Regions from separate parts of the Sus scrofa genome. Here region 2 is linked to region 1. Evidence: chromatin contacts called from public Hi-C data. All regions are on one chromosome and are shown on one strand. The core of a region is the stretch at or near the end of the contact, and the rest is flanking DNA. Distances in the headings are between cores, read along the strand shown. Region 1 has its middle 170 kb from the start of IRX3. Region 2 has its middle 97 kb from the start of IRX3.

Region 1 (7,230 bases), core at 4,154-6,653:
GGGTGGGTGGAATTCTGGTGTATTGGAAGTTGATCCTGGCATTCCTTCCTGACTGGTGAGCGAGCATGGCAGACCGTACGTCTGTAATGGTTCCCTTTTAATTTTGCTAATAGCTATCATGTTATGTACCTTTATAAATTTGTTAAATTCAGAGGGCTGGGAGTTGTCTCTGTATGCGGTAACTGTAAATAGTTTACTCTGTTTGGTTTGCACAGACAAACTGTTTGCTCAGGCTCCTTGATGTATTATTAAAATGGGTAATGGGCCCCTGGGAAACCATCTAGTTATAGGCCTTCATTTGCAGAATAAACCATGCGTTGTTTTCATCTTTACTCATGATTGTTAATGGCACTGATGATGAGATGGGTGGATTTTTTTTTTTTTTTCCTCCACTGCCTTTATCAGCCCTGTTTTATTATGCAGGCAAAATGGCCAGGCTGCTGATTTTGTCTGAGGTTTTCAATTAGTCATTTGACTGAACACATCTGTGCTGGCATCCACCCAGAGCCGGACTGCAGCTATTACGGGTTTACACCTGCTGAACCATGGCCATAAACGCGGATGAGAATAAACCTACAGTGGCCTTTTAGATATGGTTGAAAAGTTGTAATGTTGCGGTGTTTTATAGCAGTGTCAGGACAGTGAGATCTTCTCCACCTTTCAGGCCCAAGAACCCACCACGAAATTCCACCCCACTCAGATGACTCACTTACGAGTTGGTTATTAATATCGGGTTGCTGTTTTTGCAGCCCCGATGACTTAATCGGCTGACGTGAAGGAGATAAGATTCTATTTGTCCTGCAGTTGGGCATGGTCGGGGTTTAATTGTGTTGGTAAATAGAGTCTGGTGGCTGCTTTGGGGTCTCTGCAGATGCCTCGGAATTATTCCTCAGCCGTTTGGCTCGTGACTCGTACGTCTCCCACCGAAATGAAAGTCGCTTCATGGCAGAGCTGAGGCCTTGGGGCTGAAACGGGAGGTGTGGTAGTACTTTGAATACTCCAAAGAATCGGTCGTTTTTCATGGCGGAGGAAGCCAGGGCAAAATTCTGCAAAATAAAAGGCAATCTCCTCCCTGCTAGGCGCCCATGTATTTTAGGTGAGACATTACTGATTGCTAAATATCTAGAAGGCCTCTTGGCTCGGGATCCCCAAGGATCAGTCAGCCAGGTTGCAGAGAGCAGTTACCAGGTCACTGAGAGAAGGTTCACGGGTGGCCACTGGAGTTCACGGACATCTGCGGAAGCAGCGGCTTTTCTGCTGGATCCCACAGATGCGCTGGGGGCTGGAATAAAACATTGCCCTCACAGTGGGAAAATCTGGAACAAGGTTTCAGACTTTCAGGATGACAAAAGATATTGGCTTGGTAGCCAGAATGGAAGTGCTGGCCATGACACCATCTCTGTCCCCGAGGGATTAAGCTTTTGTTAGTCTCACTGTGGCCATGTCAGTATGAGGCCACTACATTTTACCCCTCGTAAGCATCTGTGCCACTGGGCCGAACCCCTAACACCTGGTTGCTACGGAAAGATCCTGCTACTTTATGACCCATTCCTCTCTCTCACCGTTTTCCTGACTAGGACTTGGTTTCATACCAGCTAAGTTCATTTCTCTGAGGTTTATTCTTTATTGTGTGTTTGTTCTACTTTTCCGGTGAACTCTGAGCCATAGCTAATCACCATCATCTCATCCCATCCCAAACGTACTGAGACTTCATAGCAAATGCTGTGCCACAAACACTAGGTAACACATAGGATTCTAGGAGATTTCCTTGCATTCATACTTTAAACCTTCCTAACAGCCCTATGAGTGAGGTGCTATTATTGCCACTCCCATTTCAGAGATGGGGAAACTAAGGCACAAAGAGATCAAGAAGATTGCTGAACATTGCTCTGTGAGTAAAGGAAGGAGCCAAGAATTGGGGCAGGCAGTCTGGGCCAGAAGCTATGTTTCTTAATAGCCACTATGCTACACAGTCACTAAGCGTTAGAAAGGTTTCTCAAGCTATGGGTTTGAAATATCAAGCCTAGATCTTCTTGCTGGAAAAGTACCATGGGTGGTTCGAACTGCCTTTTTTCACCCATACCCCTTATTGGTAGATAGTTAGATTGTCCCAGTTTTTCCAGTGTTCTAGGAACGTCTTTTGCATCTCCTTGGGCACATACGGACAGATTTAGGAGTGCATTTGCTAGGTCATGCACACTTGAATTTTCACTAGACATTGCCAAATCACCCTCCATGATGGTTGAACCAACTGGCACACCTCCCCGCTGTGTGTGGGCAGAACTCTTTCCCCACACCCTTGCCGGCATTTTGATATTATCAAAGTCTTTTAGTTTTGTCAGTCCGAATGCACTTGCCAAGGCTGACATTCTCAGCTATTTGTGAAAACTGAACCTTTGGATTTGCTATTTGTGAAGTTAAGCCGTTTCTTAGCCCCTCTATCCTCACTCCCACCTTGGCATCCAAAAAAATCAAGATGCTCTATGTTCTTTCAAATACAAGACCCCAAGTTTTTTCTCCTCTGGTTGTATAGATGCAATATCTGAATAATTAGTTGTATAGCAGCATTTTTCAGCCTCAAAACTTCACCAGTAGCAATTTGAGTTGGGAAGCAGTGTGATAGTTAAATGTGTAGGCTCTGAGAGTTCCCTGCCTAGCTCAGAGGTTCATGAACCCGACTCGGAACCATGAGGATGCGGGTTTGATCCCTGGCCTCACTCAACGGGTCAAGGATCTGGTGTTGCTGTGAGCTGTGGTGTAGGTCACAGACACGACTCTGATCTCAAGTCATTGTGGCTGTGGTGTAGGCCTGCAACTGTAGCTCCAAGTCGACCCCTAGCCTGGGAACCTCTATATGCCATGGGTGTGGCCCCAACAAGAAAAAAAAAAAAATGTGTAGGCTCTGGGCTTATGCCACCTGGGGTCAAATGACGTAATTTACTGCTTCCTACCTGTGGGATCTTGGTGAGTGATCCTTCCTACGTAAAATGGGAACGGTCATAACACCGCCCCCTAAAGTTGTTGCAAAGACTAAATTTAAATAAAATATGTGTAGTAAATGTTGTTTATAGTAAGTGTTGTTATGTCCATTATAAACTCTCTGCTTTATAGTAAGTGTTGTTGTGTCCATTATAAACTTTATACAACAAATGGACTTAATAGTCTAGTGAACAGAGAATGTATTTCTATCTCTATCTCTGGTTTGAGATCTTTATTTTTGGCTGCGCCCACAGTATGCAAAAGTTTCCAGGCCAGGGATCAAACCAGAACCACAGCAGCGACAACACTGAATCCTTAACTGCTAGGCCAGCAAGGAGCTCCCAAGCTATTTAAAACAGCATCTTTTTAAAGACTGCAGCATTTGAAATGGTAGGAACTGTTAGAGTTGTTGAACTCAACCCTTTGCAATAGCCACAGTGACTTGAAGACAGGCGCCATGACTTTTTCCAGTCCCCAGGGTCCAATCCAGTGCTTGGCACCTAGTGGGTATTCAGTAAATGCTGGCTAGATGGGTGGACAGACAGACACAACATGGCTCATTGGCCTCAGAAGGCAAAAATCTGTATTTGTTCAAAAAGCAAGTGCCCGGGCCCCATGCGTGACTCACTGGATCAGAATCTCTTGGGTAGAGCCCTGGACTCTGCATTTGACCAGCTTCCTCCATGATTTTGATAAAATCAAGTCTTGGGTTTAAGACTGGAGATAACCCTGGCTCTGCAGAAAATGATTTCCAGCATGATTCCTTCCCCGGCGTTGGTATTTGATAAACATTGTGGGTTGAGTGAATTAAACATCTCAGGTGGTAAATATAGGATTTTCACACTCACTGGTGATGGAGGCTCTTTAGATCCTTCCAGCTGCGGTTCCCGTGATGCAAGTCTCAGAGCCCATATCCCAATGCCAAGCTGGGCTCACCAGAGGGAAGGCCAAGGTCCCCTGTGGCAAGTTCACATCTCCTACTGTCCCTCCAGCCAGCCTCAGGCCATCTGCTATCACCCAAAGCTCTGAAATGACTTCCTGCCAATACCTGGGACCTCCAAATTTCACAGATACTGTTAAGCAGGCTCTAGAGTGAATTGTTTAGAGCTCAAGGTCAAGCTCATTTCAGCAGCTGTCCCATCACGTCCCCTGTCCTCACCAGACCCCCTAGATGGCAGACTGCAGTCTGTCTGAAGCTCAGGGTGGTTCCTCCCTCCTTGGCTGCATCCTTCTCTGCCCATCACTTTCTCCCTGGACTAAAGGCCCTGCCACCTCTGGCTTGGTTTGCATCCTTGGCATAACTCCTGCTCCTCCTTCTCCCTCTCCCCACCCTGAACCAATGCCCCTAGCTCCCCTCTGCAGACACTGCCATATCTTTGGGATTTTGAGTTCTTAAGAACTGCATCCCAGAGTAGGTCATTCCAATAAAAGGAGCAGAGTCCTCAGAAGTACAAGGCTCCACACACACTTAAGGGGTAATATTGGCCTAGCTGCCTTAATTTTTTTGAAATCACCATTTTGCTTAATACACATTTTCATTGTTGGAAGATCCAGTCCTTTCTTGAAGCTGTTTTTAAAATATTGAGGATTTCTGGATTGTGTTCAAATGAATATCAAATGCATGTTTCCAACAGTAGCTGGCAGTGGTAGAGCCCTTTCTAGCTCTAGGCAGAGCGGGGAGCGGTGGGTACATGCTAATGCCACTGGCTCTTCTACAAAAAAACAAAAAAAAACCCCAAAGGGTCCATACAGAGAGCAAACCCATTTTACAGAGGAAGAAAGTGAGGAAGAGAGTGATGCAATAATTGTTCAGTGTACGATAGCTAATAGGGAGCTGAGTTGGGTTCAAACCCACACGTCCTGGCTCCGTGCACCACAGGTGACAGTGGAAGGCACCAGCTGTCACATCCTCGCATGCCCTCGTGACCTTCTTTCCAAGGTAAACATGCCCAGAGCAGCAGAGACACAAACAGGGCCAGCCTTGCTGGGGAGGGAGGCCAGACCAGTTAGACTGGCCCAGGGAGAAAAATTCCCAGGCCAGTCACCACTGCAGTGACGGTGACTACAGGGACAGCAGATGGCCTCATGGAGAGGTCATTTTAGGCCCGCAGCCGCCCCTTCCTCCAGGTGTGGTCTGCGTCACGGCTCTCCATATGGCCTCGCAATACGCTCAGGTCCCCACATTGGGCTGCGAACACTGGGGTCCGGCGAGCCTTCTTCTCCCCGTGTGGCCATCCGGAGGTGCAGTCCTAGCACATGAAAGCAGGGGGCCCAACAAAGGGAAAGTGAAATTTCCCTTGAGCTATTTGCCCTGGCTGACTAACCCGAACCTTCCTTCTCAGGATGAAGAACAGCTCTGATGCTCTGATGTTGAAAGCATCAAAGGCTGATCCCCTCAGCTGAGCGGTGACACACAGTTGCTTGGCAGCGAGGCCTCTGGAGCTCCCACCCGCATGGTTTCCGAAGCCCAGACCTCCGACTCCACCCCTCGTCATTAGCTGCCAAGATGCCTCGATGTAGACAGCGGCTATCGGGGCTGCTTCCATCCGGCCCTCTGCCTCCCCTGCGGACCATGGTACCGCCCTCTGACCCTGTCACCTCTGACTAAAGAGGACACAGACTCTGGCCTTTCCTAACACCCCTGCACTAGCCATCAAGTTCAAAGCCCATGGAAGGAGAGCCTGGAGAAATACAGATCAGCTTCCAGAAGACTGGATTACATGGTTTCTTGAAAAAAAATTTTTTTCAACAGTTTCATCTTTTTTTTTTTTTCCTAAGGGCAAAAAATGATCCATGTTCACTGTTGACATTTCAACAATTCAGAAAAGTCTAAAGAAGAAGGGAGAGATGGCCGCAGAGCCACCATGAAAATAATCCCACTGTTACCTTCTGCTGACAATGGGCAGCTTAATGACCAAGAAGCCTGATGCGAACACTTAGCCTAACCTGCACCCCCTCTTTAGGTGGTCCCGTGATTTTCACCTTGCCCTCTCAGCGCCTTCCTAAGGCATCTCTCCTGATAAGCCATACATTCTGAACCTCTTCCAAAATTTCCCTTAAAATGCAAAGGGAAATGCCAAATGCATTTCAAGCTCTGCTTTTAAGCTAAATTGAATACTGAAAAGGTGGCTGGGAACCAACTTCGGACAGCCCCAAGCAGCTTTGTGGAACGAACGCCTACAGTTCGCCTAAAGCATAAGCATGACCACCACCACCACCCCCCCGCCTTCGTTTTTAGAAATTAATAAAGCTTTTCCAACACGCCCTTCGCCATTCCTAAGAGCGAAGAGTCAAATCACGGTTTTTATTCCCAGCTCACCACGTCAAGTAAATAGAAGCTTACAGGAGAGACCAGGAGACGATAAGCAATTCCCACTGCAGAGAATTCTTAATATATAAATTCATCTGGCAGCCGTTTAGTATCAACTGGCAAAACCAGGAACAATGGGAAGCAGCCAGGCCTGGCTCTGACGAGGTCAACCATCAAGGTTATCTATATTCAATTACTGGTATCTACAAACTTGCATAGCTGTCAGCTGGTCAGAGCCCCAATGAAAACTCACCATGCACTCAGAAAGCAAATATAGTTTCCGAGGAGAGCCTCAAATTAGCTCTGTGAATGACTTGGCTTCAAACGCGCAGAAGCCATCATCAGCCTTTGGGGACATTTCTGCCAGCAGCGCCTCAATGTCTAAATTTGGGCATCATCTTATAAATCTACGTTCCCGAGGTAGGAAGGGACTGGAATTGCTCCTTAACCCTGGGCAACAATAAATTATCTCACTTAACAATAGATAAACTTCAGACACTTTTCCTGTCCCTGGGACCTATTGTGAGGTAACTGCTAATCGCCAGCATCTCTTCTCCTCATCAGCCCCTGCTAAAGACCTGTTGGTGGTGAGGAGACGGAATAATTTGTTTTGCCACCCCTCCTCCGGAACTATATATCATGGGTGGAAACAAAGCTCCCCAACCACAGATAGGTATCTGTTTCCTTGATCTGAGTTCCTCTTCCCATCGAGGCGATGCCAGGGGAACGCACGTCCAGTGTGATGTGTCCACAGCCTGGAAGCAGGACCATCCCCCTCCCAGGGCTGCCTGGGATCAGGGCAAAGGTCTGCTTCTCTGGGAGGAGCATCAGCCACATCCTGCCATGGCTCCACTCACACCTCTGTTCTTCCTGGCAGGTGCCTTTCAAACTCAGGTCTCGTTTCAGGTCCCCATGGAGATTTCCTGACCAGGCAAGTCAGG
Region 2 (7,194 bases), core at 1,859-4,358, 74 kb after region 1:
CTGGCAGCCAAAAGAGCACTTGACCATGTGGCTTCCTGCCCGATGGCCCCATATGTCTGCACAGAGCTTGGCAACCCATCTGCTATGTGTCCTTTCCTTTGACACTTTAAACCACTTTTTGGGGTCCCCCCATTTTAGAGATGAGGAGACTGAGGCTCAGAGAGCTGGAGAATCTTACCCAAGAATGCACACGCGGTAACTCAAACACAGACGCGATGTTTTACCATCTACAGGTCTCTCCTATATACCAGTATTTAACATTTCTCATCCTATTTTTATTTTATTTTATTTTATTTTATTTTGTTTTATCTGTATGTCAACTGTACCATTAATTAATATTTTGCATCTACTCCCTTGGAAAAACATCTATACATTCCTCTAGGAGGACTATTCAGGAAATTGTGATTTGGATGTATCAGCTCTAAATGTTTGCTTATATGCCCCTGGTGGCTAAGCTCATACTGTGTGCCACCCAAAGTCTCCTGTGTAAGGCCAGGATGCCACCTTTGTGTCTCCTCTTGGACGCGCCTTCTGATACCGTGCTATTTTCTTGGGAAGGGCATCCCTCCTCCTCGGAGGCCGGCCTTCTGGTTGGGAGTTCGGGTGTAAGGGATGCATGAGGTCTGGTGTCAGGCAGATCTGAATTCAAATCCTGACCTTGCCACTTCACTAGCTTTCTGAACTTGGCCAGACTTCTTAGTCTCTCTGAGCCTCAGTTTCCATGTCTATAAAATGGGGCCAATCATCATTGTCTCCTGCAGGGCTGCTGGGGTAACTCAGTGAGATATCGCCCAAGATGAGCCCAGCACTTGGCAGCTCCCCTCGTGATCTGTGATCTTCTCTTCCTGCCTGTAAGAGGCGGGGGCAGAGTTCAAGTGCCTGATCATCTGCAAGGGCCAGGGTTCATAGCTTTGGGGTGATGGTCCCTCCAGGTTAAGCATGGGGAGTCTTTGGGCCATGCTGAGGCTTGGACTCTGACCTCTGCTTGGTTCAACTTTGAGCTCAATCCAGGCGGGAAAAGTAATGACCCAGCCCAGCTGCTTTGTCCACCTCCCCATAACCTGCCCAGTCTACAGGGCAGGCGAGACTGGGAGCTGTGGGTGAGCCCGAGAGAGACACAGGGTCACTGCCCTCCCTGTAGCACCCCACGCAAACAATCCAGAGCACAGCTACCCACTTTGGTGGTGGGCTCCATCTGGGGTTCTTAGGAAGCCAGCACCCCTACATATGCTTAAGAATAGAGTGTGCGGATAGGGCCACGTTATGCTGCTGTTTGTGTCTTTAGACTCTCTTGCCCTTGTGGGCCCCTCCCTACAGTCAATAAAAATATTAAAACTTTGGAGTTCCTGTTCTTAACCTCAGCAGGTTAAGACCCCGACTAGTATCCATGAGGATACAAGTTTGATCCCTGGACTTGCTTAATGGGTTAAGTTGTAGGTAGGTTACACACACAGGGCTCGGATCCGGTATTGCTGTGGCTGTGGCGTAGGCCAGCGGCTGTGGCTCTGATTCAACCCCTAGCCTGGAACTTTCCTATGCCACAAGTGTGGCCCTAAAAAGAAAAAAAAAAAAAAAACTTGAAACTTATTTTACAGCAAAGTTGCTATAAAGACAAATTGAAGTGGAGCTGGAGTAGTTATTGCCTGCTTATTACCACTATTTTCATTTTTTCCCCCTATGGAAAAAGAAACTAACCTGAAAATCTTTTCATGCACCCTTAGACGTAACCTGGACCTAGACATCCTGCCTACCTGAGGGATGAGCTGTCTCAGGGTGCCAGAGCATCAGGCTGACAGCATCCCGGAAGTGATCCCCTCAGGGTTGAGCCCAAAAGGCAAATGCCTGTGGAGAAGAGACTCCCAGCATTGCTCTCAGGTGCTCCTGGGTAACCCCGAGTTTCCCAAACAGTCTCCCCTAGATAGAGGGACCAGAAGGGGCAAATGCCCCACACTCAGTCTAGGGCACAGACCCCAGATTCTGGCTACATCCTCCCGTGTCAAGGATGGAAGGAGAAACCCAGCCAAGGGGAGGAGCTCAGGGGACACGCCAGCCCTAGGGACAAATCCCCTGCACCCAAAGCCAGGATGACCCTCAACAGATTTCCACCCAAGATATTTATATGGCCCCCCAAACCATACCCCCAATACAACTTCAGATGAGCCTTCCACCAGACTAGCTCTGTGCCAGGCTCTCGTGGGATTGCTTTATGCAGAGCTCTTTGTGGAAAAGCAAGTTGCTTCAGCCCAAAGGGGGGATTTGTGACAAGCTTCAGGGTGTTTCGGGGAAACCAAAGGAGGAAAGTATTGCTCCTTTGATACTGGAGCCAGAGAAACATCCAGAGGAGCATCTGTACTTCTATACATTTCATCCTGCTTCCTCTGCCATCTGGTCCAGTGGCAAAATACGGCCACCCCATGACTCCCAAGTCTATGAGTTGCTGTTTAGACACCCTCAGACACCTCTATGCTGTCTCTTTATCTCGAATTTCTCCAGGAGAGAGAAGCTGATTGGCCCGGTTTAGGTCTGGGGTCCTGCCAAGGAGTCAGGAACACCCAGGGTAAATAAACAGCACTTTTGAGTAAATTTGTCCTGTGGATGAAAGAGCAATTTCCATAGAAAGGGGCAGTAGGGGGTCACAATGAACTGGGAAGATGCCTCAGGAGTTCGATCAGGTTTAGTCCATCCATTTGAATCATTCAGTCCATGAGACGCAGAAGGAATGCAAGTTGAGTGGGTAACAAAAATGCATCCAGTGTGCTGGTTGAGTCCCTCTTGGCAAAGCCATTATCAGTGATGTTGCTTGCAATCCCTCAACCAGAGTGTGATATTTACCCCAGAGCTGCCCCTGGGGGCCCGGGCACAAACATGCAACCAGGACCAGCCCGCACATAGCCCTGGGGTGCGGGACCCTTTCCAAGCTGAGGTTGGCTGCCTTCCAGACACCCCTTCCCCGTGAGCCCCTAGGTGGGACGCAGCAAGAGGAGAGCAGATGACGGCTGGGTGGGCCTCAGGCACAGGCTGGAGGTGGTAAGTGCCATCCAGCACTGGGCAGTGGCTGAGCCTTCAAGCCAAGAGAGGCTGCAGCCAACATACCAGCATCCCAGACGCCGAGCAGATGACACCGCTCCTCTGCCATCTCTCCCAGGGAGGCTGCCAAGTCCCCAGGCCCAGCCAGTGCTGACATTTAAAGCAAAGTGTGTGTCAACCATATTAAACATTATACCAAGCTGTGGGTTATTAAGTACAGGGTAAATTGACCACAGCAATTAAACCGAGATTAGGGAGTGATAAAGCCAGAATCCCAGGCCACCAACACTGCAACATACGGAGGCCTGACTATGACAAAGTGTGAAAGCCACATCAGACACTTGGTGACACGGCCCTAGAAGAAAACTCACCCAATCGCCCCAATGCCGCCCTCCCCGTCTTGCCATCTTTGTTCGGGTCTTCTCTTTTCGACAGTCTGAATTGTCAGGAAGATGCAGCTTATACTCATCTTCCAGGAATGACGGGGGACTGCCAGGTAAGGCCAGGGGGACATGTCTTCAATGAGTGTCTGACCTGCTGTGGTTGGATGCTCTCTGCCTCCTCCCAGCCCCTCTGCAGTCTAAATGATACACAGATGTGGGGGTCCGCCCAGAGCACCAGAGGCAGGGAGGGTGGCCGTTCTCACCCCCACTGTAGGCTCCTGGCAGCCTCCGAGCAATACCTGGCGGACCCCACAGCAGGGCCAGCCAGGAAGGTCCAGGTAGGGCCAATCCTGTCCATTATCAAACAGGCAGATTGTAAGGGTGCAGAGAGGGTTTCCTGGCCCTGGGACCCAGACCGTATCTTGAAACAAGCATGCCCTGCCTTTTGAGTCACCCTCTGGGTGACAGAGCAGTGGGCTTGCCAACAGCCTCTTGGCCTGTTCTCCAAGCCTTTGGCCGGCCCCAGACATTTAGATGGTACTTGCCGTGTGTGCGTGTGTGTATGTGTGTGTGTGTGTACACATGTGTGTGCATGTGCGTGTGTGTCTTGGGGCGCGGGGGCGGGGGGGGTGCACAGTGCTGGGGGCAGAGGATCCAGGGAAGGCTTCTCCTCCAGGGCTGAGTCTGAGCCTGGAGCCCTCAGAGAGCTGCCTTTATCCCCCAAGGATTCTCCATGTCCCAGAGCAGACTTAGCTCCAGGAGCCTTGGTGGGTCAAGGCTCAGTGGTCAAGGCCATAGGACATGGAGTCAGACAGACTATAGTTCAAATTCTGGTCCAACCTCTTGCTTGACCTTGGACAAGTGAGTTATCTGCTTCCTCTCAGCCTCAGTTTCCTCATCCATAAAATGGCCCCAAACGGAATCTCTTTGGGTGAGGATGTAAAATACATATCCAAAGTGGGGGACGGATTCCACACCTAGAAGGGTCTCAGCTTGTGATGGTGGTGGATGATAATGACGATGGTTCCAGGAGAACTTGGCATTGAATTCTGTTATGACCCCTGACCACGAAGGTGTGTTTGTGTTCCAGGTTCTCATCTAAAAAAAAAATGTTGCGGGGGGCGGGGGTGGTTCCTTTCATGGTCAGAAGCCTGCTTGGTAAACTCAAGGATCCTTTGCTCTTTGTCTGCTCTACTCTATAACAGAAAGCAGGGAGTGCTCACTGCAGGCTGTCTGTGGTCTCAGACTCCTATAAAAACCAGCTTTTTAAGGAGTCAGTTAGCTGCTAGGAGGCCCTGGGGGAGCCTTGGGGGGGGGGTGAAGAAAGGGAAAACCCAGAGCGCTCTCTTTCTGCCTCGGCCGGATTTCAGGAGAAACTGCATCTTCTCTGTGACTCGGGCTTCCTGCAGGCAGCCAGCCATGGCTGCCTCCACTGGGTGACCCTGGTCCCAGGGCTCCGGAAACTCAGCCTCTGCCCTTTATCCCTCCAGCCTGGAAGGATGAGAGTGGAAGCTGCATCCAGCACCTCCCGATCTCCAAGTTACCATGCCACCCCTTGCTTGGCATCTCTGCTCTTCCTCTGGCTGTAGCTGATTCCTTGCATTCATCCCCCGCTGTTGAAAACACGTGAGAAGTTCATGTCTTCCTGGATGGATCCATTCCCTTCTCTGAAGTGTATTTGTTGCACTCAGAGAGAAGAGGGGCCTGGAGACCGTCTCAGCATTTCGACTTTGAATGGATCTTGTACCAAAAAATATACACTCAAGCTCTAGCGGGGGATGACCTGGGACTATTTGGTGGACCCTGCCACCCCCAAAGCCCAGAGAGTGCTAACACATAGTAGGCATCTTATAAATATGCACTACGTGGAGAAACTAATGATCCAAAGAAAGAGCCTATAGGGAGGCAGCCCCTCCTGAGGGGGAGGGAGTGGCCTGATCCTTGTTGGTTGATGGAGGGAACAGCAAGACCTTTGTCTCAGCTGCTTCTTTCTTAGTAGAAATAACGATGCTGGTGGTTAGACAGTTAAAGAAGCAGATTCCATGGAAGCTCCCAGAAAGGCCAAAATCAACCCCTGGGTGGAGTCAGATAGAGTCAACTGTTTAACAAGCTTTCTGAATCGATGCACCGCACTTGGCAGCCTCAGTTCTTTTTTTTTTTTTTCGGTTTATTGATGTATTGATGAAATCATATCAGAAGGAATGAAAGAAAATAGAAAACACAAGGCCTGTGTGACTGATGCCACTTGCTTCAGACGGGGGCTTTTCAGTAACGTTTTAAATTGCATGGTGTGGCCTTCTGAGTTGCAAAAATAGAATATTACACAGTAGGTCATTTGTGATGTCCTTGTAACTCAACTCAGAAGAAATGCAGACTAATAGCATCCGGAAAATTGTTGCACAAGATTAAAGGAGAGATAACAGAGGCGAATAGGAGTGGATTGTAAGGTGTAGCCTCAGGTCTATGAAACTTCTACCCCGCCCTTGTTTCCTTCCTTCCTTTGCTCCTCGAAGTGGTGGGGGGGGGGGAGTGGTGGGGACACCATCTTGTTTGATTTAATGTATCCCCATAAATTGCCCAAAGTCCTCTGCAGCTGGAGGCAGATCTAAACAAATGAATGTGATGATACCGTAACCCAGAGATACTGTGGGTTGGGGAAATGGTTGAACCCAGTGCACTGGGCCGGTTTGCAAATGGGCCCCTGTGGTTAAGATACCACTGGCCAAGCTTTCTGAGCATTTTTGGGTGCTGAGTGGTCAGGAAGGATGAGGAATCTCTGCCCCAAACTGAGCAGTTTCCAAATTATCAGAGCCTTGGCTCAACCATAAAGAGGTATATATTTGGTTTCCCCAGGAAGGGGGGAGGTGGGGCCCTCAGGCTCTGTCTGGCTCCCCAGCACCCCACTGCCAGGCACAGTGGAGGTGATTTAGAAGGGCTCCAGGTTGCATCTCTACCCTGAGTCACAATTTATCTGCCCTTTGACCTATCCAGAAGCTTCCCGCTCTCAGATAGTGATCATGCTGAAAATCTTCTGATAAACTAATTTATACTAAAGTGTGACTAGTCCCATATGAGCTTAAGGTATTTGCCTGTGAATATGAAAGTTGTCTTACAACCCGGGTCCTTTGAGTTGGACTCAGAGGACTCTAGAACACCACCAGTGGAGATGTAATCTGGGAGATTTCTAGAAAAGGGTTCTTCCCACTGATAGTCTGTTGACTTACCCTCCAAGATTTTTTCCTGATTACAGTTCAGCCACAGCAGGACCTTGAACAAGCTATATCTTCTTCCTGAGGCCCTGCTTTTCCTTCTGTTATTTGAGTGGGTTGAAGAAAATGGCCCTCCTAGGACTTTTGCCTCAAAAGTTGATTCCTTGAATCCAAATTTCTTAGCTCCACTTTTAAATCTTTCTGCCCCATGACCCTAAACTCAGCTTTAGTATCCATCACTCCTGGTACAGAAACCAGACAGGCCACATTAACAATGCTGTTAATAATCATATAGGAGTTCCCACTGTGGCACAGCGGAAACCAATCCATGAGGTTGCAGGTTGGATCCCTGGCTTCACTCAGAGAATTAAGGATCCACCGTTGCCATGAGCTGTGGTGTAGGTCACAGACTCGGCTCAGATCCCAAGTGGCTATGGATGTGCTATAGGCAGCTGCAGCTCTGATTCCACCCCTAGCCTGGGAACTTCCATATGACGTGGGTGTGGCCCTCAAAAGCAAATAATAATAATCATCACATAAAATAGCTGGTGTTTCTTGACTCCTTAAGAGCCAGA

What was found. A called contact is a pair of places that touch in the nucleus more often than the background predicts.
Region 2: a contact with region 1 is called in a Hi-C map of fetal heart ventricle, with 3 times the contacts expected there. The contact joins two enhancer-like sites. A contact is called at or near these places in 4 of 47 Hi-C or Micro-C datasets (embryonic fibroblasts, fetal heart ventricle, heart right ventricle and 1 more).

The regions. Positions count from the first base shown.
Region 1 is chr6:30,868,693-30,875,922 of Sscrofa11.1, forward strand. No RefSeq gene overlaps it. Among named protein-coding and RNA genes, the nearest start is that of IRX3, 170 kb to the right of the region's middle. Within about 2 kb of position 5,404, at least 5 of the 83 cell types and tissues checked have an H3K27ac peak or open chromatin away from gene starts, as enhancers often do.
Region 2 is chr6:30,944,638-30,951,831 of Sscrofa11.1, forward strand. No RefSeq gene overlaps it. Among named protein-coding and RNA genes, the nearest start is that of IRX3, 97 kb to the right of the region's middle. Within about 2 kb of position 3,109, at least 2 of the 83 cell types and tissues checked have an H3K27ac peak or open chromatin away from gene starts, as enhancers often do.